7 separate regions of the Mus musculus genome follow, and all the other regions are linked to region 1. Evidence: chromatin contacts called from public HiCAR-type, HiChIP or PLAC-seq and promoter capture Hi-C data. All regions are on one chromosome and are shown on one strand. The core of a region is the stretch at or near the end of the contact, and the rest is flanking DNA. Distances in the headings are between cores, read along the strand shown.

Region 1 (3,597 bases), core at 327-2,826:
ATCTCCAGGCCCCTGTTTTGTTTTTAAGACAGTTTCTAGTAGCCCAGACTAACCTCCACCTCACTATGATGATGACTTTTGAATTTCTTTTTTTTAAAGATTTATTTATTTATTTTATGTATATGAGTACATGTACAGCTGGCTGTGAGCCTCCATATGGTGGTTGGGAATTGAATTTTTAGGACCTCTGCTTGCTCTGGTTGCCCCACTTGCTCAGGTCAACTCTGCTTGCTCAGTCCCTGCTTGCTCTGGCCCAAAGATTTATTCATTTTATTAAGTACCACTGTAGCTGTCTTCAGACGCACCAGAAGAGGGTGTCGGCTCTCATTATGAGATCTCATTTTGGGTAGTTGTGAGCCACCATGTGGTTGCTGGGATTTGAACTCAGGACCTTTGGAAGAACAGTCAGTGCTCTTACCCGCTGAGCCATTTCACAAGCCTCTGACTTTTGAATTTCTGATCCTCCTTCCTCCATCTACCTTCCTGTCTTTAAGACCCTGTTTGGTTCCTCTAGACAACACCCAGTTAACACACTAGGGAAGCACTCCAACACCAAGACACACTGCCAAGCCTTTTAAAAAATTCAATAGATTCATAATTCCAAAGATACACCAGGTAGGAAGGGTGTGTGACACGAGATTGCGACAATCCATCTCGTGTTAAACTTCACTTCCCACTAGCATTGCCACTAGCTGTCCTCGTGATGTGAAGGCTGCCATCGTCCCAGGAAGCTAACACTACACTGGAACTGGAAAAGGGGATCTTACGGTCTCTGCTCCAAGCAGCTTCTCTACTTCCCACTGGTTCAAACCAGTTCACAGGCCCACTGCTAGACAATCACTGCCAAAGAACTGGCTCTAATTTAATTCGTCAATAAAGCATGGGGGTCTGGGAGCTTTGGTAGAGAACAGTTCAGAACTTTGCGGTGGGCCCTGGAGGGAGGGAGGAGAGGGAGAGCCTATTCAAGCTGCAGCAGGAACCCTGGCATAGCTTCTGAGAAGTCAAGTGTGTAGTTTTCCGTAAAGCCAGGCCGAGAGCCACTCCGTATCCCCGACGCCTGTGGCTGTCCCTGCCCCAGGTCACGGTGTTCCTGTGTATGCTCTCGACCCGCCAGCAAAATCACAGCAGGACTCTGCCCACTAGGCCAGGTTGAGAATTCGAGTTCTCTTGTACCATAGAGCAAAACTGATAGCTGTCAGACTGCAACTCCCAAAGACAACGCCCAGCGCAGCCTCAGGCGTGCCGATTGGTCCGTGGATCTACTTATCAGGACTCAGTAACCAATCACAAGGAAGGAGAGGAGGGCGTGCCTCCCGCGGACCAAGGGTTGCCGAAGGGTGGCAAATCCTAAACAAACGCCCTTTGGGACTGACTTTGTGAACCGAGAATCGACAAGCCACTCACGGCTTGGGCTTGCGAGGCATCGACCTGTGGCTGCTGGAAGAATTACCCGCACTTCAGGCCGTAGGAGATTCGGGTTTCGGCTACTCCTGCCTGCAGCCCCTCTGCGAGGGCAGTCAGTGGAGTCTAGGCTACGCCCCACGCCTCCTCATTGGCTTCTCCAGACACGTGGTCGAGTGGTTCCCGCCTCCGAGTGGCCTGAGAGGCGGTACGTGAAGCCGCATGGACAGCCTGGCGTCGGGCCGCTGGAGACGGCGGAGGACGGAGGAGCTGCCAGCGGCAGGGGACGCGGTAAGCTCCGGGCAGGGCGTGGGCAGAGGGAGGTGGCGTCCTAGCTGGCGCGCGGGCGCCCGGGGCGAGGTCCTTCCGGATGACCGGCGGGCTGGACGTCGTAAGCCTGCTGCCGAGGCGGGGCCAGGGGCGGGGCCTGGGTGGAGCTAGGCAGAGGACAGTCCCGCCCCTCCCGCTGCGCTTGCGCAAAGATGAGGAGCTATGTGCTCCCTTGACTTAAGCTGTAGTATTCTGAGTGTTATGGAGTTCATGGATCACAACTTGCGCCACAAGTCCGCTCTGGCGATCTATCCTCATAAACAAACTGAAAGAGCCAAGTTAAAATTGGAAAGCGGGAAAAGATTTAAAACACCTAGTCGAAGAGGAACAAAGCGATTGAGGAAATCACTCCTAGTCTGACTCAGGAGTCCCGAAGTGAGACTAAAATTGAAATAGAGAGCCAAGAATATCTAAGAAGTCCGTGTCAAAAGTATAGTCTGAGCCGGGAGTGGTGGCGCACGCCTTTAATCCCAGCACTCGGGAGGCAGAGGCAGGCGGATTTCTGAGTTCGAGGCCAACCTGGTCTACAAAGTGAGTTCCAGGTCATCCAGGGCTACACAGAGAAACCCTGTCTCGAAAAACCAAAAAAAAAAAAAAAAAAAAAAAAAGTATAGTCTGGCTAGCATTGTCTAGGCTTCAGTGTCCTTTTTTTTGGGGGGGGGGGGGGCGGGGAGTGTCTTTCTCCGTGTAGCCCTGGCTGTCTTGGAATTCACTCTGTAGACCAGCCTGGCCTCAAACTCAGAAATTCACCTGCTTCTGCCTCCCAAGTGCTGGGATTAAAGGCGTGAGCCACCACTCCCACACCTTCAGTGTCATCTTGTGAAGGGGTCTGACAGAACTGTGTGAAATCTTTCTTTGAGACAAGTTACCCCCCCCCCCTCGAAGCCGCCGCTCTGGGACGCTGGCGTGAGATTCCTGGAGAAATTACCATTTCTTTGGAATCCATTGTTTGAATAGTCTGATAGTTGGTTAAGAGACAGGTCTCTGTAGACCGGTTCCATATCTGCCAAGCCTATAAATGGAGCACTATGAAAGCCCAGGTGCTTAGTCTGTAGAAGACACCTAACTTCCTGCCCCAAACCTGGGGAGAAGGCAAGGGGAAGTTAAGCATTCCTTTAAGGGAAGGTGGAAGTCTTTGGGTAGGCTAAGCTGGCTGTGCCAAGTGCTGCCCAGGAGCTGAGCCTGCAAGGCATCTGACATTGCAACAACCTCTAGAGTTCTCACTAGGTACCTGCACAGTTGAGTTACAAAAAAAAAATTACCAATAAAACAAAACAAAAGAACCCTCAATTGTTGCAGGATATTTGATCACACTCTTCAACCCTCAGATTCTGTTATTTACTGGGAAAACAGCCCTAGCACACACCTTTAAATGCAAACGTTTTTAGCTTGACTGTTGTAAACAGGATAAAACAAAGTCAGCCATGGTCAATAGGCAGAACAAGCAACAGGTGACAGGAAGTGAACATAGAAGTATTAAAACGTCATAGAGAGTAAGGAGGAAGGCAGGAAGATGGACAGAGAGATACACAGGAAGTAGAAGGACACGCAGTTAAAGGGGTTCTTTGATGAAGGTGTGGGAGAATGGCTTTTGGGGGGCATGGCTTTTGGGACATCGACTGAGGAGGAAGGCCAGCTGGGTGTTTTCTCTGTCTCTGAACAAGGAGACTTTTTGTGCCAGCATCTGGCTCCCGAGTCTTCATTGGTAAAATGTAAGGATTGATTTCCTTGCATAAACTTAAATGTACTTACACCGTAAACTTACTTCAAACTGCACTCAATGTTTTACGTAAGTTTATGGTTCTTTGTTGAGACTTAGGCATGGAAGAGGTTAGGAGTAGGCAGTTTGTTAGCAGAATGGTGCTA
Region 2 (3,597 bases), core at 690-3,189, 2.0 Mb before region 1:
AGTTGTCCATTGCTTGAGCGGACAGACAGCGCCTCTCTAGCAGGGAACTAAAACACTGGCATGTCTGTAAGTGAAAATAACAAAATATAGCAGTAACGCCTGCCTTTTACTAATAAAAGCCAAGCTTACGCTGACTGTGAACCCAGCTCTGTGAGACTCTTCTCCCATGCTCTCTGCCAGGAAGGAAACAGGACCCTCGCCTGAAATCTACATCAGGCCTGTATCCAAGCCCTGGCACCATCCCGACTGTTCACCTAGGTAAGGGGGTGGGTGGAGAGGGAGGAAGGGGAGTCAGTGGCTCCAAGGTTTCATCTGTGGCATTACCCTTTCTTCTTCAACAAGCATGCCACTTGGAGCCGCATCCTGCTTTATTTGGGTTGGCAGTTTAAGTACCAACAGCGGGGTGGCACCATGGCTGCAATGCTGAACTAGGTCAGCCCCAGCCTGCTCCAGGGAGCTCCCAGTGCCCCAGGCCTCAGCTCCCTTCTGCCTCCCAGAGGAGAAGAAAGCCCAGGGTTCCAGGGTGGGACTGGAGAAGCCGTTCTACAAGATAAAGGCCTTTGGCATCATTTTTGGCCTTGAAGAGCTTTTCAGCACCTTCTCATTTAGTAAACAGGAATATAAAGTCCCCCAAGGCTTGAAGAGAGCTACCTCATTTGAGAACTAGTGCTATTGCAAGTTACATGGCAAAATGAGGTGCCTCACGCCTCAGGCCCCTCAGAAGACAAGACCAAGGGATGGGATATAGGTACCAGGACTCAGATGATGGAGCTCAAGGTTTGGGACTGAGGTCTATTGGGAGGAAGGTTCGGGGATGGGAGATGGGGTGTAGAATTAGAGGCAGGGACCTCACTCTGGGGCCAAGAGTAGGTGTAGGATCTGAGGTTTTAGGGTAGAGACTCAGAGTTCAGGGTCAGTGTGGTATGGGTTGAGAGGAACAGGACCAAAATTTTTGAAAGCTGGGTTTCTGGAACCAGAAATCAGACTTGGGGGATCAGAGTCAGAGACTGGGGGCCAGGGGGTGAATCAGAAAACCTGGGGTCAGCGTATGCTTGGGTTTGGAAGCCAGGACATCCAAGTATCAGGATTCTGGGTCAAAATTCCAGGTCAGTACTTGTGGCTCTGGAGTTCCAAGGCAGGAAAAAGATAGGGATTTGCTGTCTTGGGAGCAAAGCAAGGAACCAGCATCAGGATTCAAGGATCTGGACTGAGTCTGGGTTCCTGTAGTATGGGTTAAGACAGGGGTTCAAAAACTGAGTCTTCGAGTTTGGCCTCGGGTACCAGAAAAGCGGTGTTAAGGTCCCGAGTGTGTAGCTGGAAGTTTCCTGGCCTAGGGTACCCCCCTGCTATGGGGTCAGGGTCTGTCTGGGGCTTGGGAAAATCCTGGTCGGAGTCTCCAGCTGTGGGTAGGGGGCATCAGAGTCACACGTCCCAAAGACAACTGGCCCGGAGTCCGCGGCTATAGAAGACGCTGTAGGGGCCGGAATTTAGGGTCTCCAACTGAAAATGGGGATGTCAGGGTCCCGGGCTGGGAGACTCCTAGCCCGTAACCGCCCCTCCCTAGCCGACGGCGCGGCACTTACGTCGTCGAAGAGCGAGCCCACGTTGGCCGTGACCAGCAGGACCGCGGTGCCGGGGGCGGCCGCCTTCCCCGCCATGGTGCCCGGGCGGAGCGGGCTCTGGACTGGGTGGCGGCGGCCGCTTCCTGCGGGGCCGGTAGGGCTGGGGTCTCGCGGGGCCGCGGGGCGTCAGCTGCGCCGGGGGACAGCACAGGGGCGCATCGCGGGCTTGGCGGGTCGGACCGGGCCTGGCCGGGGCTCCAGCCTCGCGGTCGCGGCTCTTCGCTGCTCCGCGGCCCCGCGCCCGCTCGCCGCCGCGCCTCACAGCGGCCCGCGCGCAGCCATTAGACCCGCCGGGAAAGTTCCCGCAGCCGCCGCCGCCGACTCCGGCTGGGACAAGTCCCGCCCCACAGGAGGTGGGACCCTAGAAGGCGGGGCTGTCGGTCGCGCCGGGGGTGGGGCCTCCCTATGGGGCGGGGCCTGCACACAATCTACAGACTTGGGTCTTAGGCTCCCTGGCTCCGGGTCCACTGGAAGGGCGGGTTCTCGAGCCTGAGTCAGGCTGGGGGTGGGGTTTGTGCAGGGGCGGGCCTGCTCACAGGAGCTAAGCCTAGGGTGGGGCGGAGCCAACACCAGATGGAGGAGGGGAGAGGCGGGCATATGGGGCATTCCTGTCAGTCAGGCCCCTGAGTCCTCCCCTGGCTTTGCCCCGCCCTGCCGCGGTTACGCGCATATTCCACCCTCCACTCCCATGACGTCACGACCCTGTTACCAAAGCGCTTCTTAAAGGAGCCGCGAGTTTGGACGACTACAGCCCGCCTTCTTGTTGGGAGCCCTGGAGATCCTTGGAACCTCTGTCCTGGCCCCCCATCCCCCCCCCCCGATGTGGAACCGGTCTTCAGCCTGGGTCCAGGCCCTCGCCGGTACGGGGAGTCTGACGTAGGCGGACCGTGGGAGGGAGCAGGGCCACGGAGAATTAAGGAGGAGCCTCCTCCAGTCCCAGCTCTGGGTCTGCAAAGAGTGGGTCTGCAGATCAAGTGTATGGGATTTTGCAATTTCCTAACACGTCCACCCAGTTCCTTATATAGGACTTTGCTTACAAAACAGAAAGCTGTTGGCATCCAAAAACAGAAAACTAATAAATCCTTTTAAGAAGCAAGCGTATTGATGTACTCCTGTAATCCCAGTACTCGGAAGTTGTGGCAGGATTGCTATGAGTTCGAGGCCAACCTGAACTCATAGCAACCTAAACTAGCTTGAGACCATACCCCGCCCCTCCCACCTAAAAAAGAAAAAGTTCAGATTAGGTGTTTGGATAGCCAGCTGTGGCCCCCATGCCACACCCAAGGACAGTTCCCAAGGTGGGGGATGTGGTCAGTCCGGGAATTTTAGCCACCAGAGAGAGCTGGAGGTGGGGGGCAGGGAGGTATGCTAGTTAGAAGAACAGAATCAGTCCTACATGTAGAAGGAATCAAGAAATTTCTCTGAGATAGAGTCAGTTGTTCCTGGAGGTGGGACGGGGCTGGTAGGGAACATATAGTGAGCTGGGTAACCCTTGCTAGTCTAGGCCTCCAGAAAGCCCTGTCCAGTGGGGCTGCTGCGCTGTAGCCTGCGAGGAGGCATCCAAAGAAACAGTACTACAGACATACTAGAACCCTGTTTGCAACGACAGTTCTTCTGGTGGGTTCATTCTTTAATTTTGTATTTAGTTTGTATGTATGGTGTGCATTGGTTCAGACACACACGCTACAGAAAACAGGTTGCAATTATCAGTTCTCTTCTTATAGCATGGGTTCTGGGATTTGAATTCGGGTCATGAAGCTTGGTGACAAGGGCTCTTACTCACTGAGCCATCTTGCCCGCCCGCTATAGATGGACTTTTCAGAGGTTAACAACCGCCGGAATTAATTTTAACAGGGCATTTACTTAACGCAATGGATGTGAACATCATCCAGTGTGGAACTAGCATTTAGCAATGTTAATGAGCTTCCCACAGCAAGGCTTTGAAATGAGTATCTGGTGCTTACAGCGCAGTGCC
Region 3 (3,597 bases), core at 783-3,282, 1.8 Mb before region 1:
TGATTCTGCTGCTGGCTGCAGGCACGCGTGCATCCTAACCCTCCCAGCATCTGGACTTACTTGGAGGTTGGGAATTTTAAAGAACTTTCCCAAATGGCGCAGGCCTCTTTGACTCAGGTCTAAAACTGGTGAGGAAGAAAAGATGACCCCTTCAAAGTCCATTTGATCATCACCCTCTCTGGAAAAGTGATCGGGGAAGCTCTTGGTGGCGGCAGCAGCATCATCCTTGAGATCTTTAGCAGCCTTGGGGTCTTTAGCAGCCTTCTCGGCCACTGCTTGGGGGCTGGTGTCCTCCATGTGATGCGCTCCAGTGGCCACTGCTCATCCTTCTTGGTATGGAGTCACCTGGAAACAAGGGGGGTGGGGGTGGTGTGTGTGTCTTAGCAACCAGAAGTCACACGGGGGTGGGGGGGTGGGGGGAGGGGGGATGGACTCGAGTTGCTGAAAAAGCAACAGTACTATGAATTTAGCTTTAAACTTGTAAATGCTGGGACATAAGGAGGTACTGGTTATATTCTTTGCTCCTCACGCTGTACCACAAAGTTTGAAGAAGAGAATGACAATTATGATTCGAGAAGGGGGGCTCAAGTAGTCTGGGCTGGCCTCCAACTCACTGTGGTGAACTTCTAACTCCTGATCTTCCTGTATGCACCTCCAAAGTGCTTAGATGACAAGCAAACAGCCACCTGACTACAGTCTAACTGGAAGATACCAGTGGAAACAAGCATCCAGGATGAAAACACCGGGGGACTTTTCAAGTTTGCAAAACACCTGTAAGATGGGAAGAGATAAGACAGTTTCCTATTTCCACCCTGGAAATTCCTCTGCTTCTTGTATCCAAGACTCTGAAGTCAGGAAGCCAACCCCTGCCTCCCACACTGGCCCAGACCAGACCAAAGAGGTATCTAGGTGGGCACTAGGGAAAAACCTGGGCAATGACAATCTTGCATCTTAGTTCAATAATCCTGTTGCTTAGCCAGGGTATTACTTGCAAAACCATCCAAGCAAAGAGGATGGCTGAAAGATCTGCCAAATGCTGGCACACTTTCCTAGTTTCACTCTCCTTTAAGGAGCGGGTGACTTTTCAGTTAAGGAGCTGGTCTTAAAGGTGTACAATTCATGGGGAACCTAGGTCTGCGTTGGCAGGAGATATGCCACCCCCCCCCCCAAGCTGGGTAATGGGTCTCCCTAAGGTCTCCAAGCCTTTGCATAGTCTACGGCTTATTGTATTTTTTTTCTACACCTTGGAATTAGGAGGAAAGATTCTGCCTCCATCAAATTACATTGTAAGGAAAATGTGTGGACAAGAGGGAGGCAGGGGACTAGTGATGCTGTTTCCAGACTGGGCTGGTAGGGGAACTCGACTTTTGGACCTCAATCCCATCTTCCCAGGTGCGGCCACTGTAAAAGGGTAGGGGATCTAGTCATAGTTCTCTCCCACCACCGCGCCATCAAAGGCTGACGTTCACAGGACCCCCAGCAGACCAGACTCACTGCTCTGTGAGTCTGTGGCGGTCTCCTCAACCCAACCCAGCGTCTACTCCCGCCCGCCAGACTGTGACCCCGCCCCACAACCTGGTGGCCGGGTCCCATCCAGTGCAGCCGGCTAGCGGTGACTGACGTAACAGCTATCCCACCCTCCAGCCCCGTTGCTCTTCCCCGCCCACCTGCGACTCCGCCCTGACACGTCGGCTGCCCCGCCTCCGAGAGGCTCAGGCACCACCTAACAAACCAGCGAGCTGCGCGGTTTACCAGGTCGCCATGGAGACGCTGCTGCGGTACGGAGGCCGGAAGGCATCAAGTCGCAGGTCTGGCTTGGGATAGCTTCGGTGCGCGTGCGCTTACCGCCTCTTATGCTGGAGGTGGGCGACAAGGCCAGAAAGAAACTTCGAGAGGATGGGCTGGTGGATTCGGGGAGGGCTTGGGGACCCGAAGGAGGTCGAGTGATGCTTCTGCTGACCAGACCGTCTTCCAGGGCCATGGACCCTCGGGCCTCAGGCCTCTGGAACTGACCGCTGCCCTCCGCGCCTGCGCAGAAGCAGCTGCCGCAGTGCTGCGCTCTCGGCTTCCCAGGCTGGTGCCGGGTTTGCTGGCCCTTTTGTCCTGGGGCCTGGATCTGCACAGACTCTCCTAGTGTGGAAACTTGGAGGCTGTCCTTTTCCATTTAGAAACCTGCAGAGCAGGGTATTCTGGGAGGCAGGTCAACCAAGTCCATAGACCCTAAACCTTTAGAGAAAAAGGATCCCTCCCGAAAAGAGAAATTACGGGAACGTGGTAAACTGCCTTAGTATCAGATCTGGTGGGGATAGAAGGCCCGCTGCGGATTCTAGAGGATCCTGACCAATGAAGTGATATGGGTCACTCCTTTCTGGGGGCCAGAAGTTGAGATCTTAGCAATTTCCACCGTTTTTAGTGAGTAATGTGTCACACACAGAGCAACATGACACGTCATCAATTCTAAGGGAAACTATCGGAAATGAACTGGCCTGGACATTGAATTATGCCCTTAGCTAACGTGCTCAGTGATATAATCTTGCTAAACATTTTTGAAGTAGCAAAGCAGGATGGAACTGAAAGTATAAGATGGGACCAAAGTGGAAGTCTAGATCCAAAACAACAGCAAATTTTGTTTACTCAGGCCAGCAAGATGAGTTAATGCTTAGAACCTAGGTAGGGGAGAACCAATTCCACAGAGTTGTCCTGTGGTATCCCCTATATGAATGCAATAATAAATTTAAATAATAGAATAGAATTTTCAATTCATTTACTAATATATTCTTTAGGACTGAAAGTGAGATGGGAGTAAGTTGTAAGAAAATATCCCCAAACAAGAAAACAAGAAAACCTAGGAAACTCAAGAGTTGTGGGAGCCCAGTAGCCCTCTGATCAAATGTCTCCTGATGTCCCTTCAACACTGCAGAGATGGCGGCTGGCAGCTGGAATCCCCCCGAGTGTTCCATTGGTTACAGGTTGCTAAAGCTTGGGGTCAAGAGGTGCTGTGAGGAGCGTTAGGATACAGAGCAGGCAGGGCATTCCTGCCTGGCCACACAGGCCATCAGAGAGGCCCCTTTCTGGTGGCTCTCAGTGGAATGCTTGCCACGTACTCATGGGATCACCAGAATCCATTTAAAAAGTTCAGGTGCAGCAGTGTATGCCTATAATTCCTGTTCTTGGAGACAGGCAAGCGGATTCTGAGGGCTCACCGGCCAACCAGCCTCAACCACTGTGGAGCTCTAAGCCAGTGAGACCCTGTGTCAAAAAACAAAACAAACAAGTTAACAGCTCCTTAGGAACAACACCCATAGTTGACATTCAACCTCTACATATGTACATATACCCACCCACATATGTGTGCAGATATGTACACACACACATGCACACGCACACAAGTACACATGCTCCACCTTTCCTGCTACTAGGAAAATAGAATTATATCCAAAATTAGACATTAATTTATACACATTTGATTGGCAAAATGAGATGCTTGGTGTAATGGTCATGTGCTGGGAACTGGTGTCCATAGGCACCTCGGGGAGCCACTGGGTACTCCAGCCTAGCAGCATCTCAGCCCACTGCTTCATCCTACGGTTGTCTTGA
Region 4 (3,597 bases), core at 630-3,129, 1.7 Mb after region 1:
GTCATAGACTCTAACCCTCTGGAACTATGAGCCCCAAGTTAAATGTTTTTTTGTTTTGTTTTGGTTTGTTTTTTTAATTTTTTAAAATAAGTTGCCTTGGTCATGGTGTTTTCTCATGACAACGGAAAAGTAATGAAGACACTGTGGCTCTTAAAGTTACGTTCCTCAAGGCTATAATTTAAAACAAAGCATAAAGTGTAAATTTTAAGCACATTTTAAAAAACAATTAAAAATATATGAACGGAGGGCTGAAGAGATGGCATAGGGGTTATGAGGCCTCGCTGCTCTTGGAGAAAACCTAGGTCAGGCCTCATTAGCTACTTCAGGAGGCTCACAACTGCCCGCAACTCTAGTCCTGTGAGATCCAATGCTATCTACTGATATACAGAGGTACCTGTACTCATATCCACATGGTCAGACACAGACACACACATTTATATACATATTCATGATAAAGTAACAACTATATATGTGTGTGTGTATGTGTGTATGAACTGATCTGCTTTTTAAATCTCTCTCTCTCTATCTATCTATTGCTTAGGTTTCAGGATGAGAAGGCAATGCCCAAGGCCTAAAGTAGAGCTTGGATCCTGGCAGCCCTAACAAGGCAGGCTGGACCACCCATCCTCAGTAGGCTAATTAAAGAGGAGGCAACAGTGAGAAGCACAGAAAGGGGGTGTATTCATGTGGCCCCATTGTGAATAGGAGCAAAGGGGCCCAATGGCACCCTAAATATATTTTTGAAGTCCTGACCAGAGGTTTAGGTTTAGAGGCCAAGAGGTATGCTATAACTAATCAGCCTGGGTTAGGGTGGTATAACACACTCGTTCCCCAGAGTGAAATTTCATGGCTTCATACTTCAGGCTTGTCCTTGAGACCTTGAGGAGAGGGTAGACATTGGTTCTATTGCCCCAGAAGCGGAATTTTTACAACACCCTACTGGAAGAACACTGATCCAGGAACAGGAGGAGGGAGCATGAAAAAAGAGGACAGGAAAACATAGGTACTCTATATTCATCTGACTGGCACCTGGCCTCAGATAACCCCAACTGGTGCCCCAGGAGCCCTATTTTAGGATTTGCAGGTGCAGTCTTGCACAGGTTATTTTAATCGGCATTTCCCCCTGAAACAGCAAAGCATTGCAAACTTAACCGTGCCGCAGCAATAACTCTTAAGTTATGGTTTCGGAAAAACCGTGCCACTGCCTCAGTGTTCATTAAGCAGGGAGACTGTAGAATGAATTATAATGATGTCCCCCAGTTTTTAAAGGACAGTTTGAGGGATACTGAAAAGGCAGGAGAAACAACCTTAGGTTGCGTATGAGGTGTTGCAGAAACGGCAGAGGAAGGGTATAAATTTTAAAAATAGAAAGCTTCTAGCGTTGAGCAAGATGCGGCGTTGTCGGTGTTTGATTTCTGGAGAGGGAGCCTACAGGTAGCTTCCTACAGGTCGCCACGCTAGTTTTGCTGACACTGAAAAAGCTGGGACCCTCTACCCTGCCTATTAGAGCAGCAGTGGCCCGCCCACCAGCCCCACCCTGCCCGCCTTCCGGAGCTTATCTCCGCTCGGGTTCCGCTTCTCCAGCCAGCTTCTGGCCCGGCCCCGCCTACCGGCCTGGCCCCTCCCACCTTCCGGCTCCACCCCCCCCCCCCCCCCCAGGCTCGCAGCCTGGCCCCACCTCTGGACTTCCCCAATCCTCTGTCGCCCTCGCCATTGGTCTCTGGCTGGCCGCCTGGCCCAATCGCAGCACTTAGCGCCAGAATTTGAACCGCCGTTTTGGTTTGAATCGGGCGGGCTGCGGCGGGCGAGCCTTGGCGCGGAACCGCCTAGGCGGACAGTCGGGGCTGGACGGGGCGGCGGGTGGCGGGTGGCGGGCACTTGGGACGCGGGCGGCGGGAGTGCGGGTCTGGTCGGGGCGGAGCGAAGGCCGCGGGTGGCCGTGGTCGGTCCTCCGCGGCTAAGGAGCCGAGGGCTCCGACGCGGGCTGCGCCCGGTGAGCGGCGGCCAGAGCTAACTTGCGCTGACTGGACCAGCTGAGGAGCGGCCCGGCGGGGCGACTGCGAGCTTCACCGAGAGGCTTCTCCGCCCTGGTCCGCAGTCCCGACGGCCGGGCGGACCATGGCGTCCTCGGCTCACCTGGTCACCATCAAGCGGAGCGGCGATGACGGCGCACACTTCCCGCTGAGCCTCAGCTCCTGCCTGTTTGGAAGGTGAGTGCGCGCCGGGGCTGAGGTGACCCGGGGCGGCGACCCCGCGGCCCAACCCCCCTCTGCGTTTGACAGGGTTGTCCCTGTGGCTTGTTCGGAAGTCACGCTCATGCATTGGGAGCTTCCAAATGGAATCGGGATTTTACACTCGGTAGACGCGAGGCTGACGTCGGTGTCCCGCAACTTCCGCACTGTCGTTCTCAGGCAGCCGGCTGTGGCTCTGGATGTTTCGGGAAACATCAGATAGGAGAACCCTGCTCGGGTGCTCTGGGAGAGTCCCCTCTCACCCTCCCCCGTCGGTCGGATGGCAATCTTCCCTGAGGCCTTCCAGGCAGTGGCTGGTGTTGCCACTTCTGCAAACGTTGACCCTTATGGCTTTCTGCCGCGTTTGAAATGTTACTTGAGAGGATGCTTTTAAGAAAACTCGTCTTTCCTAACACCATGCAGATTGGTGACTAGGTTTTAGATTGTTTTGTTTGTCTCCCAGTAGATTAAATTCCAAGACAAGGTCTGCCTTGTTAATGGTTACATCTCTAGGGTCCCATATGGCGACTGACACTTAAGATCAATCAGTGTGTGGCACAGGATGAGTGGTAGGAAGATGGCGATCTGGCAAGAATGGTAGTTCTCAGACATTTGACAAAGTCTGGTGACAGATTTTCATGTCACCCTGGGAGAGGTGCCTGCCGTTAGTTAGTACTGCTGAGTAAGGACAGAGACATGGTGTATTTGACAGTCGAGGAAGTATCTGGTCCAGAATGTCTGTGGTCTTTTGTATCTAGTATGGATTGTGGTGATCTTTTTGCTCCGTAAAACGGGGTTCGAACATATGGTCTTTCTGCCTGGTGTTTTGAAACCCAAAACCTCTGTTTTCTTGAGAGTAAGAACTTCCTGTCAGAGTAAAGAACTTTCTATAACTTTGTTGTTGTTTAAAAGAAGAGAGTACAAATTCTTGTCACAAGTGTCATTCATTTTGATTATTCTGCAATATTACTTAAATATACTTTTAACAAGTTTAAAAAAATTTAAATCAATTTGCATTTGGTTATGTGGTATTTATTGTAAGAGGTATGCTTAGACTCCAGAGGTTCATAGGAAAGCAGACAGTATATAGAGTATAGTCTGGCTTTTAAAGTTCACGATGGAGCTACCAGCGAAAGTCCTGGTTTGTGGCTGGATTAGAATTGTCCCTTCTGTGCTGTGCCACCACAATGCTAGCTTTCCAGAAAGACATTCTAATCTAGATACTGATTGTGGATTAGTGTTTGTGTTGTGAAGACATCTGAGTCTGTCAACTCGGTGTCGTTCTAAAATGACTCGCATAGATTAGCTGTGTGCCCCATACCCAAGTGATATATACAACTATAGCTGAATAGCAACATGGGTGCTG
Region 5 (3,597 bases), core at 792-3,291, 1.7 Mb before region 1:
CCAGCTTCAGCCCTGTTATACACCAGTGTGAGGCCAGGAGAACCAGCTGAGAGAGTGCCAAGCAGAGCCTTATCAGCCTACAAGGACGACAGGGAGCCCTTTGTATACTCCACTGTTTTGACCAACTGCCTAGTGTTGGGCTGAATTCTCAGGGTTCTCCTATTCTGTCATTACCACACAGTCTTCCAAAGGCCTGGCAACTAAGCCCAGCCTACATCACCCAGCCCCCTACCCACACACGATTTTTAAGCTGGTTGGGGGAAACGACGAAAAGAATGACTTGTAAACGTTTTGTGAAATCCACATTGCAGCATCTAGGGATGAGGTTCATAGGTCCATTCCTGTCCATGAAATCACCCTGCCCAGGAGTCCTCAAGCAAGATAGACATGGCATGGCCCCCAAGCTGAATGGACTTCCCATCTGGCCCGTCGTGGAAGTAGCTTGCTGACTCTACTTAGCATGGCTGCAGCTCTTTTACAAACTCTCTCCAAATGTCTGAGTGCTCACTAACCAGTCTCACTGAGCATTGGTATCTACAAAGGCCTACCACAGCCACCCACTTCGTGGGGCTGGTACTCAGGACCACACCCCTCCTCTTCCCCTCTCTGCCTAGCCATTATCAGAAAAATCTAGGATAACTCAGCCCTTAGGAGGAATCTCTGAGCCAGAAATCTTGAGTTCTGGGGGTCCTTATTTAGACTCCTATTTTCAGGCACCAGAATTTGCACTCTGGGGTTCCCCGGATTTGGGGGAGCAAGCAATACTGTGATATACACTATCTAGATGAATGGGAATTCCAGTGAGCCCTCTCTCTTTTCATGAACACTGCTTGACTAGGCAGGAGACTGCTACCTCCATCTCTACTCACTGCCAGCTAGCTGGTGGGACTTTTCCCTCAGGCCTGGACCCCTAGGAACAGTAGGCAGCCAAAAGGCAGGAACTACTTTTGGTTCCTCTAATAGGAGAAGAGGACTCCCCGTAGAAGGCTAGGGAGCTGACCTCTCCAACAGCCTGATTAGACTCCAGAGCTCTTATGATGAGAACAAGTCTAGAGCTTTTTAAAGACCTCCCGGAGCCCGCGACCTGGTCCAGCTGATCCCAGCTCCCTTTCCCTTCCCCCGAGGCTTCCAGCAGCCCCATTGGGAAGGCTTTGTTTCCTGGCCGGCAGGGTGGACACACTGACCTCTCACTTTCTGCGTGTCTGTATTGAGGAGGTCTGTTCTGAAAGGGGGCTCTGTAGGGATGTTGGTTTCAGTGGTCAGTTAGTACTCACCTCTCCGTGGAGTCTCCGAACCCGGCTTCGTGCAGGGGCTCGGGGCCTCCAGGGACATCAGATCTACTAGCCAGGGCTAAATCGCTTTGTCTCGGACAAAGCGCTAGAGACACGAAAGCGGCGCGCCCAGGGGGTAGACGGCCACGGGCTGCTCTGGGAGCAGCTTCGGACGTCCGAGTGCCTTGAGGCCCCGGGGCCAACAAAGGCTGTGTCCGCCGGGCGTCCTGGAGACAGAGCTCCAGGCAATGTCCACTTGAACCCCATCCGCCACACGCTAGACCCAGCAGGAGGCCGGCCACCTATGCTCCGGCTAGCAGGCCGCTCGCGTACCCGGCCTCTCCAAGCGGATCACCGGATTCCGGAGAGCTGGCGGGGCCGCGGGCCTGTGCGCCGACTGCGCAAAGGGTTCCGCGCGGCCTGGAGAGCTCTCTCCGCTGCTGGCGGCGCGCGAAGGAGAGGGCAGAAAAGGTGGCGCTGGGCTGGGGACTGGAGCAGGTGTGGGACTCACGGACAGGGCCGGGAGGGTCGTCCGTTGAGCGTGCAAGCCAAGCCACTCCCGCCGTGGGCAAGGGGCGCAGACGCAGCGAGGGCGGGGGCCCGACTCACCGTTATCCGGGGAATGCTCTTCTTGCCTTGGAAGGACATCCTGATACACGGGCGGGCTGAGTGTCCTCGGTAGGGGCTGCGCGGGCGTGGACGTACCGACGAGGACACGCGCGGAGCTTAGGAAGTCCGAGTGTGAGCTAGCCCGGCTCTGGGCTCCGATTAGCTTATTTGCATCCAGGCCCCGCCCACCGACCGTCATTTGCATCCGGGCCCCTCCCCCTTGCTCCCGTTTGTGCTGGTTTGCTTGGAAATCTTTCCCTTTTCCTTTTCTTTTCCTTCCCTCTCTCCCTCCCTTCCCCAAGAGCATCCTGGAGGCCACAGGCTGGGACCACTGCACCCCGGTCCACCTGTGCGGAGTAGAGAAGGATGACTTACGACCTGTCAGGACCATCACTTATGAAGTTTGCAATCAGGGAATGACAGGAGAAGAGTTACCTGGCCAGCCTGGCCGCACCTAGCCTTGTTCTGTGGTGGCCCGAGGCATCCTAGGCTCCAGGGTTCAAAACTAATTCTCACATCTAGGTGGAGGAGCCAAAATCTAGCCTAGCATCTCTAGCAGAATCCATACATATTCAAGGAATGGTTCCGGGTTGGAGCGCAATCCCCTAGCCTGGTGTGACCGCGGGACTAGGGAGTGGTGATGCCTAGGCCAAACTGTTCCTTGGCAGGTCACACCAGTCTAAGGTAGGAGGTGGGTAGTCATTGAAGTGGCAGAGAGAAACAACCAAGACAAAGATGAAAGGGCTGGACTGGACACTGCCAGGGAAGACCGAAGAGGAGACTCTGTAGAGAAATCCAGGTGGGACCAGGACCGATAGCTAGCCAAGCTTCCTGCCCCAAACCTGAGTCCTACTTCCTTTACCTGCTGAGGCCTGCAGACTGGGGCCACATTGGGCAGGCCCCAGGGACAGGTTGCGTTGGCTGGATCATCTCTGCCTGGCTCTTTGGGGGCCCTGTGGTTCCTGGTGTAGCTCACCAACCTGAGGACTTCTTCAGGCTGTCGGGTGGTGCATCCATCGATAGCTCTTATTTTCCAAGACATCCTCCGCACAGCAGAAGAAAACACCAAGCTTAAGCCCAGCCAGAGGCTTCACAGACATGCAGGGTAGGGCCGGCTATCACAGTGGGAGTAGGATATTTGCAGCCAGGTGACCCCAACCCCTAGCATGAGGCCTGCATGTGGAATGGGGCAGTGCTGCAACCTCTTGGGCCCCCTCGGAGCCCACATAAGCCTTTCTGTACTGATGCTGTCCATAAACAGAGGGTGCTGAAAGCGTTGGGCCAGGCCAGAGGCACCAACTGTCCTGAAGAACCCTGGCGACTTGCCCTCAGGACACAACTTCCACCCCACTCCCAGAAGGCAGGGCAAGAGCTGTGAAGCTGGTGTCTACTCCAAGTGCTGTGGCAGCATCCATGCTGGACCATGATGCATCCATGCTGGACCATGATGCATCCATGCTGGACCATGATGCATCCATGCTGGACCATGATGCATCCATGCTGGACCATGATGTAAGAAGAGGGTCTAAGGACCAGCAAGGACAGCCTATTCTAAAGCCGAGGTTAAGGATTTGGAACAAGCCAGAGGTGTTCTCAGACACACCCCTTAACCCCACAGGACATTAATTGTTGTCATTGTGGAGTCTACAGTGATGGATGGATTTTAAACAAAAGACCCCCACCTTCACATTGTCCACCCAGCCAGTCCTTTAGAACA
Region 6 (3,597 bases), core at 396-2,895, 1.7 Mb after region 1:
TGCTCTCTTGAAAAGCATCTGTATCATGTGGGCCAAGCCTCTCAAGTCCCTGAAAGTGGGATTCCTTCTGTGCAGTGGGAATGGTGCCTGAGACTGCTGAGAAAAGTGATGAGCTAGGGCCCCAGCTCCTGCAGGGCACCATGTAAGTGAGGCTGGGCAGCTGCAGGAAACATTATCTGTCCTGCTGGATGTTCACACTCAGTCCTCAGGTGGCATCTGGATCCCAGATCACCATCTCTGGTCTATTAGGGGCTAGACTCTGCTCAGCTTTTTTGACTCATCTTATGGAGTCTACCCCAGGGTTACTGCCTCTACTACTGTGTGGTGGAGTGTCGTAGTTAGGAGTCAAGACATCTGTAGGAAGCAAGAAGGCAGGCAGCTGGAGAGGGTGGAGGGGAGAGGCCTTCAACAACAAACTAAACACCATAAGGGGAGAAGAAAAAAAGCCTCTTCGACACAGCCTAGCTTCAATATTGGAGGTCTCCATCTGCAGACACATAGTAGATTTATATTCTACTGCCAAAACAGGAGTGTGGTTACGGAAATAGTTTTAGGTTCTCTGGATTTGTACGCTTTCTTCTGTAAAATAAAAGCATAAACAGGCAAGCAATACACCTAGACATTTGGGCTCCAATTAAGAAGGCCCTGTTCTTAGGGTAGCCCCCAAGAGTGATCTCTCCCCGTGATTGCACCTTTGGACCTCTGGAGTATTCAGAGTGACAGGGTACAAAGTGGTTGGGAAGGTTGGGAGGAGCCTGAAACTCTCAGCAGGGTGCCCAGCCTGGAGCAGGTCCTCCTTGTCGACTGACTGTAGCCCTTCTAACTCATTGCTCTTGCTGTTAGTTCCTAAAAACTCAAGCAGTTTCGAAGTTAAAAGAACGTGTCCTGCAGCGATTCTCCTCTAGATGGCAGCAACACTCAGAACCCGCTAAAGCTCGCCTCCCAGGCCGCTGGCTCTGTAAATCCGGAGTGATCCCCTATGCAGGCAGCCTGCCTTTTGGACACTCCAAGTTCTTACTCCTCTTTAGCACGCTGCCTCCCACAGTAGACGCCGAGCATCTCAAACACTGAGTGGCTAATTACGCAGATAGGCCATGCTTCCAAATTGATCTTATTTTGCAGGCTGGTATTTTCTCATGCTATTATTGTTAAGGGGTGGTGGTGGTGTAAGTTGATCAACGCCAGTCATTGCGATATTGAGCTGCAAAGTTTTGAAAGTATTTGTTTCATAATGTGTGAGACAGAATATGGCTCCACTTCATTCACAGTTTTTCAGCCTACGGTGGTTATGTTCTAATAATCCTGTTCCAGCAGCCCTGAGGCTGAGTTTGGTTTTGTTGCAAGGTCCCAAGCAGGGCGAAAGAGCAGACAGGACTCTAAGACTCGCACTTCCCTCTTTGGCACAGGTCTCCCAGTGCATCACTGAACAGTGCAGTGTCTAGGCACTAACGCTAGGTGGAGACCTGAAGCTGCTGGCCTCTGGATGTCGCTTAAGCAGCCCCTAGTCGGCCGACTAGTCTTTAGCACGGGTCCCAGCGCAGGCAGGGCGAGGCTGGGCTCTGCACCTGCGCAGACCTCGGAGCTCCTGTGCCCAAGATTCCGGGTTGCACCTATAGTGTAGTGGCCCTAAGTGGCCGCCAGGTGACGCTGTGGTCCCAGCCATCGAGCTCCCAGGCCTCAGAGGCCACCGCAGTGATCTACCGTCTGTGCAGAGGGTGGAGCCTAAGTAAAGGGAAAACTGATCCTTTGCTCTGCCAGAAGATTCCAGAACGCTGGGTTTTTTTTGTTTGAAAGGCTAGCTATCCACCACTTTTGAGTTTAATACAAATCCTTTTTTTTTAAACACGTTATGTAACGCTGAGTTGATCTGGCTGGGGAACCTGACATCAGGCCTTGTCCTGTATTGAAATTTAAGCTCTACGTGTTAGCAATTCCTCTAAACTACAACAGCTTGCAACTCCACCCTTCAGGTAGTGCTAGCAGGCAAGCAAATAGCAAGACTGCTCCGTGCCTCCCCCTTCTCTTCCCTCACCCTCTCTCTTTCCACCTCCCCATCCCCCACATGTCCCCAGTGACCTCTTTCCCTCTTCCTCTCTCCTCTCTTTCTGTTCTTCACTGTTACCTTCCTTTCTCTGCCTCTATCCACTCTCCAGGTCCCCTTCCCATTCTTAACAATAAACCTTCTTCATATTAGGTCTATTACACGGCTGATCCCTCGGGAAGGACACCTTGGGCAGGCCAGCTAGGGTGCTCCCTCCCGCTGCACTATTACACCTCACCTGCCTCCTTTTATAAACACACCATTGAGGAGGCCAGGAAACAGGAATTACCAGATCTGGAAGGAGTTGAGACTTCATGCCCTCAGGGGTGCGGTGGGGCCTCTCCCTGCCTACCTACTGCCAGCCACGGGGAACCCCTTCCCAGAGAAGTTTAGCTGCTATTGTTTAGTGTTTGTTTGATTGGAGGTTTGGGGTTTTATTGGGGACAATTTTTCTTGTAAGTGGGGTGTGACTACATAGCCCAGGCAGACCTTCAATTTAGGGGCTCATCCTGGATTGCAGGTGCACATCATTACACCGGGTTTCTAATGTTAAGAGATGAAGCACTCCTTTTTAAAGCTTTTTTTTTCCTTCCTCAGAAAACCCAAGGTACACAGGAGACAGTCATGAAATGAACTCCATCCCAATGGCTGTACCTCCCAAGATTCAGTAACCAACATCATTCATGTCCACTCTTGTTTTGTTGAGGAAAGCTCCAGATAACATCTCTCTACTTTCACAAATACTACATAATAGCTAGGCATGATGGAGCAAGCCCAGAATCCCAGCTCTCTGGAGGACAACTCGAGAGGCCTGGAGTTTGAGGCCAGTGTGGGCTACACGGCAAGACTGTCTCAAAATAAGCAAACAGAGAGACTGCAGTGGGCTTCCCTAGGAGACAAAGATTGCTCTTAAATACTAATACCATTGCTGAGCTAACTATACCGCCTCACACGGACAATATTTCCTGGATATCATCATCTATTTCCTCGGTACTCATATTTCTCAAACTGTTTCATGAACATAGAGACGCTATTAGCAGTTGTAGCTTTCCCCAATCGTACCCAAATAAGGACCATGAATTGCGTTGGGTCGATTCAAATATTGTTTGAATTAGGGTTAAGTTTTTCATACAGTGGAAAAAACAGATATGATTTGTGTTAATTCTAATAGTTTTGATAAACAGAGACCTTTTGTATGGTAAACATATCAAGCAAAAATATAAACTGATATCCATCCCTTCTCCCTTAACCAACCTGCCATCAAATGGGCCAGAAGGAAGCAGTGACCCGGTGCCAGCTGCCCTCCCACACACACTTTTATTCTGGAGATGCATATAAGTGGAACCAAATGGGCTTCTCCGTCCTGCCTTTGCTGCTGAGGTCCAGCCAATATTTATCAATATTTCAGTCTTTTTCTGTTGGGAGCCGCGCCCACATTCGCCGTTACAAGATGGCGCTGACAGCTGTGTTCTAAGTGGTAAACAAATAATCTGCGCATGTGCCGAGGGTGGTTCTTCACTCCATGTGCTCTGCCTTCCTCGTGACGTCAACTCGGC
Region 7 (3,597 bases), core at 484-2,983, 1.6 Mb after region 1:
ATAACCCAGGCTGGTACTGAGCTTCCTAAGTACCTTGAACTCCTGCTTCACCTCCCAAGTGCTGAGATCTCAAGCGTGTGCCATACTGGGCATTTTGGAACTTCAGCATCAGATAAGGACAACCCCAAAGTCACTTTGTATGGAAAAAATAATAATTATTATTTGTTGGGAGCAGGAAACCAAGAAGGAGGGAGCTCAGCAGAGCTCCAGATATCCAAGAATCCACCAAAGAAACATCTGAGGAGGAAAGAGTACTTTAAAACAAAGAAAAATCCCTTTCTCACTGGACTCAGGGAAGTCCAAGACTCATTTCTTAAAACCTTTACATCTTATCATTCGACTGTTACCCTGGGATTGCCAAATGAAATGCCCAGGGATCAGACCCAGGCAGACAGTGAGGTCAGAAGTTATTCTCTTCTGTGAAGAGTACAAAAGACATTTTGTAAAAGCCAGGCCCAAAGAAGGAAAAGAAAGAAGTCATGCAGAGAGGCAACACATACAGAGACGTGCTTCATGCAAAATTTCAAATGGCTTGGTGACAGCTCTGAGAACCTGTCTGGGGATAATTTTATGGAAAAGCAGTCACAATGATATCAATTAGGAGAGCAAGAAGGATGCCTGCTCTGTCATTTCGGTGGGAGAATGGCTGTTGATTTTCCTTGGCATGCTCCTCACAGGCACTTTGAAGACCTTTCAGCTGAGAAGGGAAATCCACACAGTGACAGGTCCCCCACATGTTTCTCCCAGCGGTTACAACTCCATCTTTCATCCTTTGCTAAGTGGGGCGCTCAGAACATGTGTCAGTGCCGGCTGTGTCTCCTTTGAGGCCCCTTGGGTATCCTCGGGGTATCACTGAGCACAGCCCAGCATCCCCTTTCTTTGGCTTCCGGTTCCTCATCCATACAGTGGGAAGCCTTGCCTTCTCCGTGGAGCTTGGCCAAAAGAAAGCTGAAAAAACAAAACAAAACATACAAAAACCCGGAAAACAAAAAACAAGCAAACAAACAAAAAAACAAAAAACAAAAACACCCAAAGTCTAAAGCACCAATCAGGAAGATTCCGTTAGTCTCTGAGTTACAACTGAAAGGCCAGGTGGGTCAGAAAGTACATCTGTGCGAGAGAGCGAGTCCACAGTCACACAAGGTCACTCAAAATACATTTGCTACCTGGAAGGTAGGGAGTGACTGCGGTCCCCATACAAGCAGACCAAGTGCCTTTTCTAGCTACCAATATCCAAGGAAAACGTGAACAACCTAGAATCAACTGCCGTCTCAAACCAGAGGGGGGCGGGGGGAATGCCCACAACTCAATTAAACTATATCGGCACAATCCCCAAGATAAAACCAGATAGAAAAAAATTAGGGGTGGAGGGACAAATGTAGAATGCCGCATCTGTTTCTCAGGCCCCTCGGTACTAGAAGATCTGGCTGTGGTCTTCACTTTGTGCAGCAGAAGAGGGCAAACCTGCCTGCAAGTTGAAGCTCCCACGGGCAAGAGCAAGTGTCTTCACCGGTAAGTGCTGTTGTGGGCTGGTGGGGGCTAATACGCTATGAATAGAGATGTTTTAAATGTATTAAACATTGCCCCCCTCCTTTTTTTCCCCAAGATTACACTGACAGAGCCTTCCTTAAACATTATTTGAATAAAGCCTCATTACTCACAGTCCAAAGAAGTTCATTAGGAAGAGATGGCTTTGGAAAGGAATCAAGAAGCTTGCCTTTCTTCTCAGCAGTGAATTACATTAGCTACTTCCCAGTTATTTAAACCTTGAAATAAAAGATGTAAACGCCGCAGTGACATCTTAAGATCATTGCGGAGGCCGGTCTTGCATGCACAAAAATGCCCAGCTGGTCTACAGATAAAACAGATTGATAATTAGTTGCAAAATGTAACATTTCATCAAGAATATTTTGAATAATCCAATTTATCTTTGTCAGATATGCAGCACATATTTTTCTGGGGAGCAGCTTTGTTCTTTAACATAATATTATAATTTCAGGCTGCTAATGAAGGCGCCCGCCGGCCGGCCGGGCCTTGATGTGTGGCGTGGCGGGGAGCGCGCCGCGGCCCGGGGACCGGTGCGCCTGAGCTCGCCGCGCCCCGCTGCCGCCACCTGCCCGCCACAGTGTGGGCTGCGAGCTGCGGGCCTCGGGCCGCGGGCGATCAAAGGGCCGGCGGGCAGCGGGGAGGGCGCCCCTGGCGGGCAGAGCGGGCGGCGGCGGGCGGGGGGCTCCACCGACTTGGCTTCTAATTAACCGATGGAAAGGCGCCCTGGCAGCCCGGGTGGTGATCACAGAGGCAGGCATAGTTTGGTGCAAGCTAGCAGGACCCGGGGCTGTCCCTGCTGGGGTCTACTTGAAGAGGGAGGGGCAAGGACAGTTTGCTGATCATAGGACTCTCGGATGCAACTTGCTTCAAAAATACAGCCATCATGAATTCCCAATGCCTGTGACACCTAGGGTCCACATGCTGGTCCAGCCTTTGAGGTGTGGGGCATGGTTCCTGCTTGAAACCCCACATGAGAGAGAGTAACCATGCTCCCTTGTGGAGGCCCAGGCCTGTGCAAGAGGGAGTCTCCCCTTAACTGTGAAAGACCCCCTTGCTATTCTAAAGACCTTGGTTGTAGTGTCCAGAAATGAACTCAGACAGGCCTTTCTCCAGGGATCTTATTTCCCACAATTCCACCCGCGTGGCCAGAGGCCAGGTCTATACTGACTCAATTTGAAAGCCCCATTCCAAAAGATGCTGAAACTGGCAAGGCAGAGCAAACCTTCCTCTTAAGAATGTCCTTACCTATATTTGCTCAAATGGATCCCAGGTACAAACTCTGTGTGCAAAACCTTTATATCTCTTAGAAGTTATCATTTTAACTGCATGTGCAAGCCTGTTGCAGTTGGGCAATATTTTGTATTTTCTGTCTTAACACCAAAAATGAAGTCTCATAGCTCAGAAATTGGTTAATAACCTGTTCTGATACCCAAACTCCCCTGAGCAGTGTGTAATGGGCATTCATTAATGTGGCTCGTCTCTGTCCCCTGTGGTCTTCAGCCAGCCCAGAGGAGACCTGGCCCATGACCTTGGTGTCTTCATGGAGGCTAGAACGGGTGGCAGTGACTAAACCCACGATGTCTCAGGCAGCTCTTAGTTCAGCCAGAAAACCCAGCATGAGCTGAGAAATTCTTCAGATGGAAGCTTGAGTCTGGAAAGGGAGGAGACCTTCACTGTGGTCATAAGTTTTGCTTGTAGGAAAATGTCAAAGACTCAGCCACTAAGGACCTGCAGAATGGGGGAGAGACCTTTAAGGCTGGTCTCCCTTTTCTTTTCTTTTCTTTTGTTGCTTTTGTGTCACAGCAGGGGATTTAAAAGGCTTCTCTGTGGGTGTCCCATCCCGTGTGGAGGAATGTGTCATTCCAGGCTTGTGTGAGAACCAGGTACAGCTCAGAATGTACACAGCTGCCAGGCCCATTGGGATCAGGGAAGAGGGACCACAGAGACCAAGGCTACACATATCCTACAGATTAGAACCCAGCTCGATAAAATCTGTGTGAGTCTCTGCAAGCAAGTAAGCACTTGCCCTTCTCTTTCCCTAGTCTTTGA

The links. Promoter capture Hi-C pulls out the DNA fragments that hold promoters and counts their contacts. HiChIP or PLAC-seq counts read pairs in DNA pulled down with a chosen protein or histone mark. HiCAR-type assays count read pairs that join an accessible place to other places.
Region 2: a contact with region 1 is called in a promoter capture Hi-C map of liver, with 2.4 times the contacts expected there. The contact joins the promoter of Inpp5a here to the promoter of 9430038I01Rik in region 1. A contact is called at or near these places in 1 of 39 promoter capture datasets (liver) and 1 of 484 Hi-C or Micro-C datasets (CD4 T cells).
Region 3: a promoter capture Hi-C map of embryonic stem cells shows a contact between it and region 1, with 2.8 times the contacts expected there. The contact joins the promoter of Lrrc27 here to the promoter of 9430038I01Rik in region 1. A contact is called at or near these places in 3 of 39 promoter capture datasets (cranial neural crest, embryonic stem cells and pre-B cells), 1 of 484 Hi-C or Micro-C datasets (B cells) and 2 of 9 other capture datasets (adipose tissue and liver).
Region 4: a HiCAR-type map of astrocytes shows a contact between it and region 1, with 4 times the contacts expected there. The contact joins the promoter of Mki67 here to the promoter of 9430038I01Rik in region 1. A contact is called at or near these places in 4 of 39 promoter capture datasets (the 3T3-L1 cell line, cranial neural crest, embryonic stem cells and 1 more), 3 of 115 datasets of contacts at active chromatin or transcription factors (Th17 cells, astrocytes and pro-B cells) and 1 of 9 other capture datasets (adipose tissue).
Region 5: a contact with region 1 is called in an H3K4me3 HiChIP or PLAC-seq map of embryonic stem cells, with 5 read pairs. The contact joins the promoter of Dpysl4 here to the promoter of 9430038I01Rik in region 1. A contact is called at or near these places in 1 of 39 promoter capture datasets (embryonic stem cells) and 2 of 115 datasets of contacts at active chromatin or transcription factors (embryonic forebrain and embryonic stem cells).
Region 6: a contact with region 1 is called in a CTCF HiChIP or PLAC-seq map of large pre-B cells, with 8 times the contacts expected there. The contact joins the enhancer-like site here to the promoter of 9430038I01Rik in region 1. A contact is called at or near these places in 3 of 39 promoter capture datasets (the 3T3-L1 cell line, embryonic stem cells and hippocampal neurons), 1 of 15 datasets of contacts at CTCF or cohesin (large pre-B cells), 2 of 115 datasets of contacts at active chromatin or transcription factors (astrocytes and stem cell-derived neural progenitor cells) and 1 of 9 other capture datasets (embryonic stem cells).
Region 7: a promoter capture Hi-C map of hippocampal neurons shows a contact between it and region 1, with 11 times the contacts expected there. The contact joins the promoter of 6330420H09Rik here to the promoter of 9430038I01Rik in region 1. A contact is called at or near these places in 1 of 39 promoter capture datasets (hippocampal neurons) and 2 of 115 datasets of contacts at active chromatin or transcription factors (embryonic forebrain and forebrain).

What each region holds. Positions count from the first base shown.
Region 1 is chr7:137,408,735-137,412,331 of GRCm38.p6, reverse strand. 9430038I01Rik (RIKEN cDNA 9430038I01 gene) reads left to right here and starts at 1,576. Exons shown (of 4, transcript NM_029886.2): 1 at 1,576-1,692. The coding sequence starts at 1,624.
Region 2 is chr7:139,387,451-139,391,047 of GRCm38.p6, reverse strand. It overlaps Inpp5a (inositol polyphosphate-5-phosphatase A), which reads right to left and starts at 1,939. Exons shown (of 16, transcript NM_001127363.1): 1 at 1,584-1,939. The coding sequence starts at 1,658. It overlaps Gm46004 (a long non-coding RNA gene), which reads left to right and starts at 1,901. Exons shown (of 2, transcript XR_001778314.2): 1 at 1,901-2,482.
Region 3 is chr7:139,211,423-139,215,019 of GRCm38.p6, reverse strand. It overlaps Lrrc27 (leucine rich repeat containing 27), which reads right to left and starts at 2,032. Exons shown (of 11, transcript NM_027164.1): 1 at 1,753-2,032; 2 at 61-345. The coding sequence starts at 297. It also overlaps a transcript of Stk32c not described here.
Region 4 is chr7:135,714,661-135,718,257 of GRCm38.p6, reverse strand. Mki67 (antigen identified by monoclonal antibody Ki 67) reads left to right here and starts at 1,879. Exons shown (of 14, transcript NM_001081117.2): 1 at 1,879-2,210. The coding sequence starts at 2,119.
Region 5 is chr7:139,084,445-139,088,041 of GRCm38.p6, reverse strand. Dpysl4 (dihydropyrimidinase-like 4) reads right to left here and starts at 2,041. Exons shown (of 14, transcript NM_011993.4): 1 at 1,881-2,041. The coding sequence starts at 1,919.
Region 6 is chr7:135,733,834-135,737,430 of GRCm38.p6, reverse strand. No RefSeq gene overlaps it. Among named protein-coding and RNA genes, the nearest start is that of Mki67, 19 kb to the right of the region's middle. Within about 2 kb of position 1,645, at least 186 of the 459 cell types and tissues checked have an H3K27ac peak or open chromatin away from gene starts, as enhancers often do.
Region 7 is chr7:135,852,255-135,855,851 of GRCm38.p6, reverse strand. 6330420H09Rik (RIKEN cDNA 6330420H09 gene) reads right to left here and starts at 1,733. Exons shown (of 2, transcript NR_166518.1): 1 at 1,662-1,733; 2 at 1-948.